Linked DNA regions of Rattus norvegicus: region 2 is linked to region 1. The links are chromatin contacts, called in public Hi-C maps. All regions are on one chromosome and are shown on one strand. The core of a region is the stretch at or near the end of the contact, and the rest is flanking DNA. Distances in the headings are between cores, read along the strand shown. Region 1 holds the start of Sik2 (salt-inducible kinase 2). Region 2 holds the start of Pou2af3 (POU class 2 homeobox associating factor 3).

Region 1 (6,517 bases), core at 1,156-3,655:
ATTCATACGTGCACATAAATACCCACACATACACATCACTAAAAGTAAAATAAATCTTTAAAGGAATCAACATTGGAAGAATACTTTTATCTAATATGCATCCAATTCCATTTTCAACTACTGCCCTGATAGTATTCCTTGGTACCATGTTTTTCTAGCACCTGTAGTGGCATGTCTCTTAAGACCGTAAATCTAAAATTCTTCCCCAGCCTTTCTTTCAGGACAATGGCATCTTTAAGTGTGCAGAATAATTAGGGGGTAGGTTTGCGCAGTTTACATGTTTCTGGTTTGTTCCTTTGTGACAGATTGCACAGTGGCAGTATCATAGCCAATGAGGTTTATCCAAGGCACGATTATTGCTAATTGAAAACTTTTCCCAGAATATGTACTTTTACTTTTTACAGAATATGTACACTTCAGAGCTGTCTCCTGGGTACCTCGGATCAGATGACCTTGTGTGTTACTTTAGTCCAACGAGTAACTTGGATCATTTCATCAGGAAAGCGCCTGTCAGACTTCTTCACTGGAATTTGTTAGCCTCTGGTAACCCTTCCCAATGATATTTTTCAAAATCCAAAGGTATTTTGAGACTGTATAAATACCCCATTCCCCAGTCAAATTTCACCCACTGACTTTAACACCTATCGATAATTCTTTTCTGAACCAATTATTACTATAACAACCACAAAATGGTGATTTGATAATTTCTACTTGCGTCCTCCTCTCATTTATCCCTCCCGGGAACATAGCTCAGTGCTACAATACTTGCCTAGCATGTGTACAGTTCTGAGTTTTGAGTTTCCTCAGTTAGAGGAGGGGGTGGGTGGGAATAGAGATTTAGTAGGGCTTATCACATATATCATATTTCTGAGAGCCTGTCTTTAAAAAGTTAAAGTGAAAATATGAGGTATGGGCTCCTTTTAAGTTTTTAATGTGGGTTGGGAATGGTGATACCTGCTTTTAATCTCAGCACTCGGGAGACATCTCTGTTAGGTATGAGCCAGCCTGGCCTATGTGGCAAGTTACAGGTTACCTAAGGCTACATAGTGAGACGCTGTTTAAAAAACAAAACAAAACAAAACAAAATGACAACACAAAAAAGCAATGTAGTGCCTAAGAGATGGCACATTGGATCAAGTTACCTACAGTGACTATCCCTAGGGCCACAGTGGAAGGCTAGAACCAACTCACACACCCTGTCCTCTGACTTCTACACAAAATGAAATGTAAAAGTAATATGTTATAGTGTATTTCTAAAATTGTTCTTTTTGATATTTAGATTGGCTCAGATTTGTCAGTGGTGGGTCCCTTCAAACTGTCTTCTCTTTTGACATATCCTTCCTGTCGTATACAAAAGATCCCCTTGTTTACTCAGATAAGATCTTAGATCATCTTAGAATTGCCCTGTCTGCCTTGGACTCAGTCATTACTTCCAATGAATTGAGTTTCTTTTAATGGACAATGGGTACCCAGGAACCAAGGTCTGGACACACATAATATATTTCAAGATATTAAAATGTTGCTGTTTACTTAGGTCCACCATACGGAAGACCAGTGTGATGGGTTATAATTAGAATTCTAGCATTACCTGTGCGACGTTGGCAACTCCCTTCGTTCTAGCAGCCTGCTCCATCATCTGGAAACAAATCGGATTAGGTACCTTTTAACCGTTTACAAGTTCCCAAAGCCTTTTAGGATAATACAGGGTCACCTCTCCCCAGAGACAGGCTCAACTAAGCAAAACTCTGCCTATGATGCAGAAGTTCCAGGCTTCAAAGCCTCTTAGGAGTTCCGAATTCCGGACTTAATCATCTCTTCAGCGCTGGCATTTTTTTTTTCCTTTTTTTGCAAGTGACTGACTGCTGTGAATAGAAATCCTCAGAGATGTCAAAAAGTGGAAAGACGTATATAGTACCGAGAAGGGAGCTAAAAAGAACACAAAGAAAAGAGGCTGTGAGCAGTGCGTTGCTCAGCCACGGTGCTCTTCGGGCTCCAAATTTAGCGCTGCAGTCCGCTGAGGGAGAGGTTTTGGCGGGAAGGGCTGCCCGGGCGGAGAATGCCGGGTGACCCTACAGGAGACGCTCCCAGTGCATCCTCGGCGCGGCCCACCAGGGCTCGCTCTTGCGCTTCTGCTGGAAGACAAGAGGAGCAGGGCGGAGCGGACAGACGGCGACCCCGCCCCCGGCCGCGACGCCCTCCTCAGCCCTGTCAGGCCTTGCAGCGGCCGGAAGCCTCGTGCCTGCCCGACCCGCGTGCCGCCCCTCCCTCCCGCCCCCGACGTCGGCGGCGCTGCGGTAGTCATGGTGACCGATGGAGGCCCGCCCCCGCCCCCTGCCCCGGCCCCCTGACGTCGGCGCACGTCAGCGCCGGCGCGCGCCTGGCTGGGCCCTGTGGGGCGGGAGGGAAGCAGCGCCCGGGCGAGAGCCGCGGCCGTCGCCCAGAGCCCAGGCGCGCCGCCCGACGCCCTCCTGCCCGCTCCGCGCCGCTTCGTGCCGGCCCCTTCGTTCACGCTCCCGTCGTCGTGTTCTGCAGCGGGGGCCAAGCATGGTCATGGCGGATGGCCCGAGGCACTTGCAGCGCGGGCCGGTCCGGGTGGGGTTCTACGACATCGAGGGCACGCTGGGCAAGGGCAACTTCGCCGTGGTGAAGCTGGGGCGGCACCGGATCACCAAGACGGAGGTGCGGCCCCGGGGTTCGGCGGGAGCGTGGCGTGGTTGCGCCCCGGGTAGGGAACGGCGGGCCTGGCACTGCGGGGACCACGGGGTGCAGGTCGAGTGTGTGTAGGGTGTCCCCGGGAAGCCACACAGTCTTCCGTCCCGAGTCTCCCACCCGGGAACCTGGTCTGTGGCCTCGGCTCCCGAGCACAAGTTCCGCGTCTTCCCGGCTTTTGGCTGGGGGTGGGGTGGGAAGGGAAGTCTCGGTGCTCCGGGGCCGCACGGGGACCAATGTCGCCGGCCGGAGAAGGGGACCAGCAGCTCCCGGGCTCGGCGGACGCGGAGCGCGGCCCGGACCTAGTGTCCTTCTCTGTCCGGCGAGAAGGGGGTGCCGCAGACCGGACCGGTGCGGACGGACCGCTGTCCATCTTCTCTGCTTTGGGCCCGCAGAGTCTCTGATTCGGTGCCTTGACTGGCTTGAGCACTTGCAGTGGCTATAGCAAATACACCAGACAATAGAGCTGTTAAAAATGGTCATCTCAGCCCTGCACCGTTCTCTGGGGTTGTCCCTTTACCAGGTGTGCATGCTGGCTCGGAGCACACATTCCTTAAGCCACATCAGATGGACTCTACTCAGCCCTCAACTGGCTTCCTGACATTGACTTTCCAGCATCCCCCCTCCGTGGTACATTCTAAGGCACCGCACATATTTTCTCCCCAAGTCTCTGTTCTTACCTAGCCCACCCTCTTCCTTCCATTGCCTCAAGCTGCTCTCCTCGGGGTCTCTATTTTAAGACGTGCAAATTAAATACCTTGGAAAAAACGATCGCAACACTACCATTTCTTAGACTACAACATAGTGGTTTTGACGTACTATATTCTGCCTTGTGATTCTACTGGAGTTTCACCGGTTTCCAGTTTCTCTCCTCCGTTTTCATCCTTTTCGGGTTTTTTTTCCCTAATACGTTCTTAAGAACGTTCTAACCTTTGAATGTAGAACCCCCCCCGCCGCCCCCCTCCCATGACTTACGTAAGGTGAAGGGCATTTAAAAGCTTTACTGTTCTCTTAGCAGTTGTACTTAAAAGTTTTGCTTCATGTCCATTTCCATAAAGAAGGAGGGTATGTCTAACACGTCTTCATTTTTGTTTAGCCTCACAAATCCCCGACATACCACCTAAATCTTTCTTCTTTAGGGCATCAGTACCAAGGTCAAAATTTTTCCTTTTACGATTTTACCAGTGTTACGAATCTAGATTGCCTGTAATGATAAGCATATTGACATTACCAAAATTTTGCATAGCTTAATCTGATCCCAGCATTTTTTTTAATGAATAAAGTTGTTTCAGTTTTGTAAAGAGCTATGGCCAAATGTTATACCTTTACTCCGATGTTAAATTAAAAGGAAGTATCTTAAATGGGTGTATTTATGACTTTTCAATGACTGCCAAAAATAGCACATTACAGAGAGAGTCACATTGGTTACATTGTTGGAGACCAAATCCGTTCATACAATTTTTTTCTCATTAGCAATCTTTAGTAGTCAGCTGTTGTCAGAGTTTAAAGTTGTATCTGAGATCTGAGAGCTGCTTCGGTGGAGCTGATGGCAATTTACACTTTCTCTGGAGGGTGACAACTCTGATGGGTGTCCCTTTCAAACTGATTTTTTTTTAGGAAGCCGGCTAGGGGGCACTGTGGAGCAACACTGCCTATGCCTGTCAGATTAGTAACATTCGTGATTGAAGACACCTGTCAGATCATGAAAGCTCTTGCATGAACCCTCTTGCTAAAGGGTGTGTGTGTAGTCTGTGTGTATAAAATTATTTTATGTTAAAAGCTATACTTTATTCTATAGGTTCCTCCTCCCTTGTGCTTTTCTGTTTTTTACAATGAGTAAGGCTGAGCATTTTGTGGTAATTTTGTGATTGTTGATACTAAGACATAGAAAGGGGAAATGGTCTAGTAGTTACTATACTTAAAAGTCTTTGTAAGTTTTAGTTTGCAAAATGGTTTTCTGAAGTTTTATAAGACAGTTACATGAAGACTTGCTTAGTAAAAGCACTGACTCAGTTTCTAATAATATGTTTCAGTAAGTTTTTTTTTCTTTAGAGACAACTGCTTTTTATTTACTGAGTATTTGTATCTTTGGTAAATAGAACCACCATGCAAACTGTAAATAAAATAGTGAAATATTCAACTCTTCTACATTATTTTAGATTCTCATTGCTTAACATACTACAATAATTACGGTGATAACAGTTAATAATAGTATAAAGAAAACTATTAGCAAAATACCATTATATTTAGTGCTGTGGAAGTTCCATTGTGTACTGTATTTTAACATTGTAGGCTTATGTGTTTTAGAACTGGGAGATCTCTTTTTCCTTCAAGTTTGATCCTGGGGCAGTTTTTAAAAATAGAATCATTTTAATTGTATATATTTGTGTGTATACATGCGTGTGTGTTGGTAGAAGAACAACTTGCAGGAGCTGTTTCTCTTCTTCGACTGTGTGGGTGCTGGGGATCAAACTCAAGTCATCAGGGTCAGCAGCAAGTGTCATTACTCTCTGACTATCTTGACAGTCCCTGAGACAAATCTTAGGACTTAGTTTAAACATCTATGTGATGAATACGTTTATTTTTAATGGCTCTTTATCTTCTGTTCTGTATCACTTGTAAAAAATAAGTTATATTTTTGTAGCTCTTTGGAGAAGTCTGTTTCCCTTTTAGGAAAAAAATTAGTATACAAAAGAGACATTAATTTTGGCTTAATCTATCAAATGTCTTAACACTAAGAAATGTACTTACGTCATCTGAAGCAGTATTCATGTTCTAGATCTCTGTGTAAATTTTGCACACAAAAGGGAAGGGAAGGGGGTGGTAGAATCCAGTTTCCTAATATACTTCATAAAAAATCTCTGTAAGCTGGCTTATGAATTACAGAAGCTAATTTTGTAAAATTAGCACAATGGGAAAAGAATAACACCATTTAAGCTATTAAGCTATTTTGGGCAGTAGTGGTTGCTGGTTTTCTGTTCTGTGAATGCCCTTGAGTAGTGTTTTATTAATACTATATTAGGAAGCAGCTTTCCCCTCTAGTTAACTATGTAGTCAGTTCAGGAGTGGGTTGTTTGCTTTTTGGTTTTTGTCTAAGTAAAATTCTAGGAAAATTACTTTTTGCTTCTAAATGCTCTGTTTCCTGTTAAAGAATGTTCAGTATAGCAAATGTAAGGACTAAAGAAGACATAGCACACAAGCATAGAGTTCTTCCATTGTGGGAGTACATTGTTCTTAGCATGTCACATTGCCACTTAGTATTCTCAACGCATTTGTGTTTTAGAGGTAACAACACATAGAATATGTGTGTTCACACATTTCACATTTTGTTTGCCATATATAACTGTTTTACAGTCTTTTAGTAGTTAAGTGTTCAACCGTGTAGATAACCCATTTTACTTATGATTCTCTTACTGACTATTATATCATTTCCAGTTTTCAACAATTGACAGGGAACACAATTGTGTATGTAAGTCTGTGCCTGCATTTTAAATGATTTTGGGAGAAGAAATTGCTGTTAATTATTAGAGGGATTTCTAAGTGAGAAGGTATAACTTTTACATTCAAGAGTTTTTTATTAATCTGTCATGTTTACTATTGAAAAATTTTAAAATATGCATAAATGAAAATAACTACTTACACTGCCAGTATCCAAAGATAGTCTTCACTGTTTTCAGATCCCTTCCTATACAGATAACTGACTTTTCCTCAATTCCATACTTGTGTTGCTTACCCCTAATAGTCATATGAAGAAAAATGTACAGAAACTTGGGAGAAGTTTCTAAAAGTTACCTTATTAAAGAGGCCT
Region 2 (6,517 bases), core at 2,988-5,487, 270 kb before region 1:
AAACCAGCATAATGACCTCACCACTAGCCAGTTGCTTCTTCAGGACTCCATGTTTCTGGAATATCCTGTCATCAGTATGCTGTAGTCGTAAGCCCCTTGGACACACTGATAACCCAGCAAGGACTTTGGGCTGATACAAAAGTCCGAACACTACTTCTACCATTTACTATGCAACACAGGTCTGGCACCAAGGGACAATAGATGAGAATTTAAACGCTCTTCTGAGCTAGAGGTGTAGTTCTGTTGTAGAGTGCTTACCCTGCATGCTCTGGATTCTATCTCAACACTGGAATGGGTGGGTGGGTGGGTGGGTGGGTGGGTGGGTGGGTGGGTGGATGGATGGATGGATGGATGGATGGATGGATGGATGGGGAAGTGAAGGAGCAAGCAATAGAGCAGGGTACCCAGTTCTAGAGGCATTTGGAATCTCAAGGCAAAATGGCTGGTTGCTCTAGATATCACACACACACAGACACACACACACAGACATACACACACAGAGACACACACACATAAACACACATGCACTCACACAGACATACATACACAGACACACATGCATATACACACATGCATACATGCATACACACACATAGTCATACACACACAGACACACAAGCATGCACACACACATGCACACCACATAGAGACAGAAAGACAGACAGGGAGGGGGGATAAACAGAGGCAGAGACGGAGACAGAGAGAAATGCAAAGGCAATCTACTGAGAAAGCATTGCTTCCTGAAGCTTGGCTTTGGCTCTGAAATGTCTGTCCTGAGGTTTTCCAGTCACAAGAACAAGAATCCAAAACTGCTGAATGTTGAGCTGACCTGCCGTATAGATAGCACAGGGAAGATTCTCTGAATGGGCCTGCGGAAATCTTTTCCGGAAGTTATTTGCCAGCAATAGCATCAGACTCAGAACCTCAGGAACTGCACCAACACACAAATCCCCCAGGACATTAGCCATGGCTCAGGAAAAGGCTTCTGGGAGAATGGATGCAGACTTCTTTGCTCTTTGTTCTCTCTATAGACACCAGGCTTCTAAAGAGCCTGTCTCCCAGCCTGTGTTCTCTCTGGAGAACCCAGTCACCAGCACCAATGTCCTTGGTACTGTCCAGGGAAAACTGGGATCTCAAGCCACCTCTGCTCATTCCTGTGTGAAAGGAGAACTGAGGAAAAATATTTAGTGTAAAAGAATGAGACAGCTCTCCCGAAGAGGGGAAAGAGAGGCACATGTAGAGTCAGAGAGGAAAAAAGAGAGAGAGAAGAAATGAAGAAAAACATCAACAGGAAGAAAACACGGGATAGAAAACGGAGGAGGGAGAATAAACAAAACAGCCAGAGGACAGCCATGAAATCTTAAAAGCAAGAAAGGAGAAAGAAAGCAAGGGGAAACGTTGGCTAGAGGAAGGAAGGATGTGGTGCCAGGGAGAGGGTTTCCCTCAGATCCCGGGGTCCTCTCTCTGGTCTGGTCCTCAGGCTCCAGTGGCTGGTAAAACACTAGCTGGGCCAAATACAACCACATCTCACCCACTCTCTAACACAGGATGCTACTTCAAGTGGCCCTGGCCCTGGCCCTGGCCCTTTTCCAGATGTGTGGCTCTACCTGCCTGACAGAGAGGTCTACCCAGCATGCTTTTATCACCCCCAGAGACCCCTTAGCTGAGCTGTTTGTTATACACTCTGTATCTAATACACTATATCCAATATATTCTAAATTTTTAAATATTTTTTTCTGAAGGCTTTTGAATCTAAAGCTTGCTTTTTTTTCCGTTTTTGTTTGTTTTGTTTTTGTTTTTTGTTTGTTTTTGTTGTTGGGGTTGTTTGTTTGTTGCACTTCAGACAACTCGGGGATTAAAGAATAGAGGCCTATACCATCACTTTATCTGCATTTCTGGAAATGTCCTGGTTATTTGCAAAAGGGGACCCTTCTGTCCCCCTGTGTTGACCTGACAGTCCGTATCACTCCAGTCACTTCATCGTTCAAATCACAGGACAGAGAGGAACTCGGGCAATGCTTCAAAAATACACGTCGCACGGGCCCAAGTTATGTGTGAGGAGTCCAAGAGGACAGTTTGACTCCAAATTCCTTCTACCTTCCTCTTCATAGCCTTCAAAAAACAAAACAAAAGCAAAAACATCCACACCCTTCCTCTAAAAGAACCAGAAGTGCTATGGGGTAAAAAGCCTGGGGCTCTAGACAAGAGAAACAAACCAAAGCATAGGAATCGGGACTGCTGCCTGCAGCAGTGGAATCCTGGCCTAAAGAAATCTCAGATGACCAAGAACAGCTGTGATGGGCCACAGCTCCGAAGAACAAAGTGGGAGCTGATGTCCAAGGACTGCCCGCTGGAACCCCCGTGTCTGTGGCCTAGCAGGGGGAGAATGCAGACAGGGAAGCCTTGTAGCTAGGCAGGAATACAAAGCACAAAGCTTAGGCCTCTGCTGTAGCTGTCCTCTGGCCTGCAACCCGGGCCCAAAGTGGGCCTTCGCTATGCCACACCCTCTGTCTGCCATGTTCACTCTCCAAAACTGGAGATTTCCCCTTAAAATGGAGAGTGGGCAGGTGAGAATCACTGCGGCTGTCCAGCCTGGTTCAGGTGGTCCACAGGGAGCAGCCTAGGTCAGCAGGGGCTTCTGAGAAGCCTTTGAGGGGCTAACACAGAGCATCTTTGAGGACACCTGCTCTGTCTGTGGGCAGGTGGACAAAATGTTTAAAAATAAGAGAAAAGCAAGGGTCAGGACCCAAAGGGATCTCACTCCCTGTTTCTCTGGACTCTCTGTGGGGTGCCTGTGTGCAGGATTTCTGCAGAAGATAGTCCATTTTGTTAAGCCTTTGAATATTCAAATTGAAAGTATCGCGCAATCATTGATTGTCAAATCATGGGTTTCTAGAGGTTTTAAATACTTGGCATGAGGGGGAAAAAACTCAAACCTATACCCGAAGGTATAAAACATTAATTCTGTGTATCTCCTGATCCAGGGACTTGGGTGCTGCCTCGTGTTTTGTGAAACTTTAAAAATGTCGCATCTCTGCCTTTCTCCCTGCACAGGAGCCTTCCTAGGTGCTGAGTCTCTGAATCAGCTGCAGCATCCAGTCTCCAGCCCAGCTCCGGCTGACCAGGATGTCGGGTAACTCAGATGCTTCTCCAGGGGTCGGGTCATGAGGGCCAGGGGCACTTGGATCCAAGTGTATTTCCTCTGCTTTTCCTGCGTATAACAGAGAGGCACAAAGTCAGGGAATCAGAGTCAGGGCCGGGCATTGATCCAGAGAGGACGCGAGCCCGCTGTGTCGGCTCCCTCTGGGTGCCTGCTCCCTAGAGCAGAGGCCCAGAGACCCATAAGGCCGCTGCGGACAATCGCGTCCCCCACGCCCCTGCCTGCCCTTTCACTTTTCCACCTTGGCGTCCTGGGAATTTGGAGGCTCCGACCTTGTGAGCTCAGAAGCGGCGGCGCGGGGGAGCTAGAGGCTCACGGTGAGCCCTGGACTGGAGTAGGACGCACCGGGCAGGGAGCTCGGCTGGGGCTGGCTCCCCGTGGACCCCGAGGCGCGCCCGCCCGCGCTGCCCGCAGATCCCAGAGTCGACCCAGTCAATGGGGATGGGAGGAAAGGAGACAGGAGCGGAGTGGGCGCGTCCTGGCATTGCAGCAAGACCACGGATGCCCAGGACCGGGAAGAGTAGCGCACTAGCTTTGCTGGGAATCCTAGCTCTCAGGATCTGGCTCGTGGGTGGGGGGTCTCCCTGCTGTCCAGCCGCGGTCCCTGCACTAACCAGGCGAGGCGCTGGTGGCCTGCCAACTGTCGCCAAACGCCTAGGCCAGGGACCACTGTGCTCCGCCCCTCCCCGTGAGACTAATAGGCGCTCTCTCCAGGGTCAAGATCGGAGTGGGAGCCACCCTGGGCTTCTAGGTCAAACCCTACTCGGAAAGTGTGTCTGCCGGGTCTATCCTGGCCTAACAACCAGTCAGACCTACTCACTGCGCTCTGCCGGGACCCCCAGGCTGTCACCGGTCCCTCCCAGCCGACCCCCGCCTAGCTCGGCCGGCCACTTGGGCTCTCCCAGGTCTCTCGGCCCAGCTCTGCGGGCTCAGGGGCGGCCCCTTCCGGAGGGCTGCCTCCAGGCGACCGCGCGGTCCTAGGGAGCCTCGGGATGCCTTTACTCAAGAGCTGCAGCTCTTGCCGGAGAACTCTCAACAGCCGGGTTCTCCGAGAAACGCCTGCACCGGAAAGGGAGGGGGTGGGAAGAGACGAAGGAAGCAACAGAGTCGGAGAGTGGAGGGAGAAAGAGAGTGAGGAAGTAAAGACATTTTTGAAAAAGGGAAAGAACCGACAGGAGAACATTCCCCAAACTTGACCCCTTTTCTGGGGTCAGTGCAGTAAGTCCCTCACAGGGCCAGGACAGGCTGCCTGGACCCCCTGCTGCTTGTCTAAGGGCTGGCTTCCAGAGCAAGGGCACCACAATTAAAGGTTGTACCTCCCCAAAAGCCATGCCTGGACTGATAGAGGAATACAGAGGATGGAAGGGGGCTGTTCACAGTATAAACAGTATGGTGAGGTCGGTGAGATCAGTTGTGAACCAAAGAGTACCTCCAGATCCACAAGCTGAGCTGGAACCCCAAATTTTACCATAGTAGCCAAAATAACAGCAGGCTTGTTGGACCTCCCTCTGCATTCCAGAGCAGAACAACTTGTGCTGTCCTGAGGATGGGGCCCAGCTGGGGGTGGCTAACTTCATAGATGCCCACAGGAACTGCTCCCACTAGGACCCTGCAAGTACCTGCCTTTGTTCACCCTGTCTAGTTTGAGAAATGTGGATGTTTTTAAACGTTATCTTTTTTTTTTTAACACATTCTCTTTGTGAGTTCTGCAAAGGCAGAAACTTGCCCTTGGGTATCCTGGCCTTACAAAGGGAACCCTCACTGACCCCTTGACGCCCAAGCTTTGGGACTGACCACTGACCCTATTGCCTCTCCCCAGAAAAACCTAAAGTGTATCAAGGCGTCCGTGTGAAGATGACCGTGAAAGAGCTTCTGCAGCAAAGAAGGGCACACCAGGCCGCCTCAGGGGCAACCGTAAGCACCACCTTCTCGTGTCCCTCCCAGTCTATCTCAGGACTCCTTCAGCTCTGTGTCAGGGAAGATGTGGAGGCCACCCACAAGCACAACCCTGCTCAGAGATTCTTACATGAGTTCCAAACTTCATTCCAGGTCGCCACAAGCAGCCACAAAAACATGCGGGACGTGGTGTAGGCCTCAGGACTGGGGGTGGCGGGTGGGGGGGGAAATCATCTCTCACTTCTCATAAGTCCTCTGCAAGGGAGAGAGACAGCCAACAGGTTAACTATGTTTTTACAGTGTTAAGAGAGAGTACAGATACAACCCCCGTAAACTCATTGGAAAAGATCTCTCCCAGAAATCCCCCTAATTTAGTCTAATTTAGTCTCTGAGGTCATGTATCACCAGTTACTGGAAGTCTCCAGAAGAAGAGGCCTCTGTCTCTGGAATACATGGAACTATAACAGAACTGGTCTGTGTAGTCATAAGGTACCCTGACACCTTCCATATATTACCTGAGTGCTCAGGGCAACTTCGGAACCATGTAAACTAGGCGTGCTTGTCCACCAAGAAAGAGAAATTCAATTTGAAGAGCCTTCTGCACATGACCTGTTATTGCTTGTGGGTAGGTGCAGGTGTGGATAGAGGGTCTGACATGATTCCAATCACGTATGTTATCATGGGTATCGTCTGCATGTGATCCACGTTCATGTTCCATGTAGGGCTTCATAAGTGGGGCTTTGGGACCTCAAGCAACAGGAGGGAGAAATTATGGAGGGATGGTGAGATAGGTTCTGAGCCAGAGGGCCTGGGCTTAGTTCTCAGTAACTCTGTGGCACATGTCCTCTTACTAGGGTCTTTGTCTGTTCCCCTAATCTTTCAGTTGAAAGCTAATAGGGTTGTATAAAGGTTAAATAAGTACTTAGGGGGTATTCTCCACAGTGAGAACTGTGTTCAAAGTATCTGTGTACGTTCGTTATTTCATTTGATTGTAATTGGTCAGATGACATAAATAGATTAGAAATCTGGATTCCTCCACGGCAGCTGAGATCCAGAGTCCTGAGGTTAGCATCAGGCTAAAGGGAGAAACAAGGTCATCATTCCTCAGCACTGGTTCTCTAAGTTCCTTTCTGCAGAGCCAGCCACACTAAGAGGAGCTCAGTAACCTCAATGGCTCATAGCCAGACCATCAATAAAACTAGAACCAGGAGTTTTGGCGCTCCGAGGAACTCAGCTTCGGCTCTACGCAGAGCATCCCATTTGGGAAAGCAATCCTGTGGCTGTTGGGTTCTTTCCATTGTCGTGACCACTCCTGGCTCGTAGCGGAGTACAGGGCAAGAGGAAGGGTTTCACCTCAGCTCTCGACTAGGCTCCATTCCTGAGGGAAGTCCGATTTGGCATTTTCCGAGTTCCCTGTGAGAATGAGGCAGGCCTTCAGAACCAACGTTAAGAACATAACTC

Evidence for each region. Hi-C and Micro-C count contacts between places; a contact is called where the count stands out from the background.
Region 2: a Hi-C map of the Rat2 cell line shows a contact between it and region 1, with 3 times the contacts expected there. The contact joins the promoter of Pou2af3 here to the promoter of Sik2 in region 1. A contact is called at or near these places in 2 of 12 Hi-C or Micro-C datasets (the Rat2 cell line and Schwann cells).

Annotation. Positions count from the first base shown.
Region 1 is chr8:60,217,538-60,224,054 of GRCr8, reverse strand. It overlaps Sik2 (salt-inducible kinase 2), which reads left to right and starts at 2,405. Exons shown (of 16, transcript NM_001427328.1): 1 at 2,405-2,679. The coding sequence starts at 2,545. It overlaps LOC120094336 (a long non-coding RNA gene), which reads right to left and starts at 2,296. Exons shown (of 3, transcript XR_005488650.2): 1 at 1,589-2,296. It also overlaps the pseudogene LOC120094545.
Region 2 is chr8:60,490,232-60,496,748 of GRCr8, reverse strand. Pou2af3 (POU class 2 homeobox associating factor 3) reads left to right here and starts at 4,237. Exons shown (of 5, transcript NM_001399310.1): 1 at 4,237-4,378; 2 at 4,980-5,074. The coding sequence starts at 5,015. LOC103693092 (a long non-coding RNA gene) reads right to left here and starts at 4,118. Exons shown (of 6, transcript XR_010054174.1): 1 at 3,981-4,118; 2 at 1-3,211.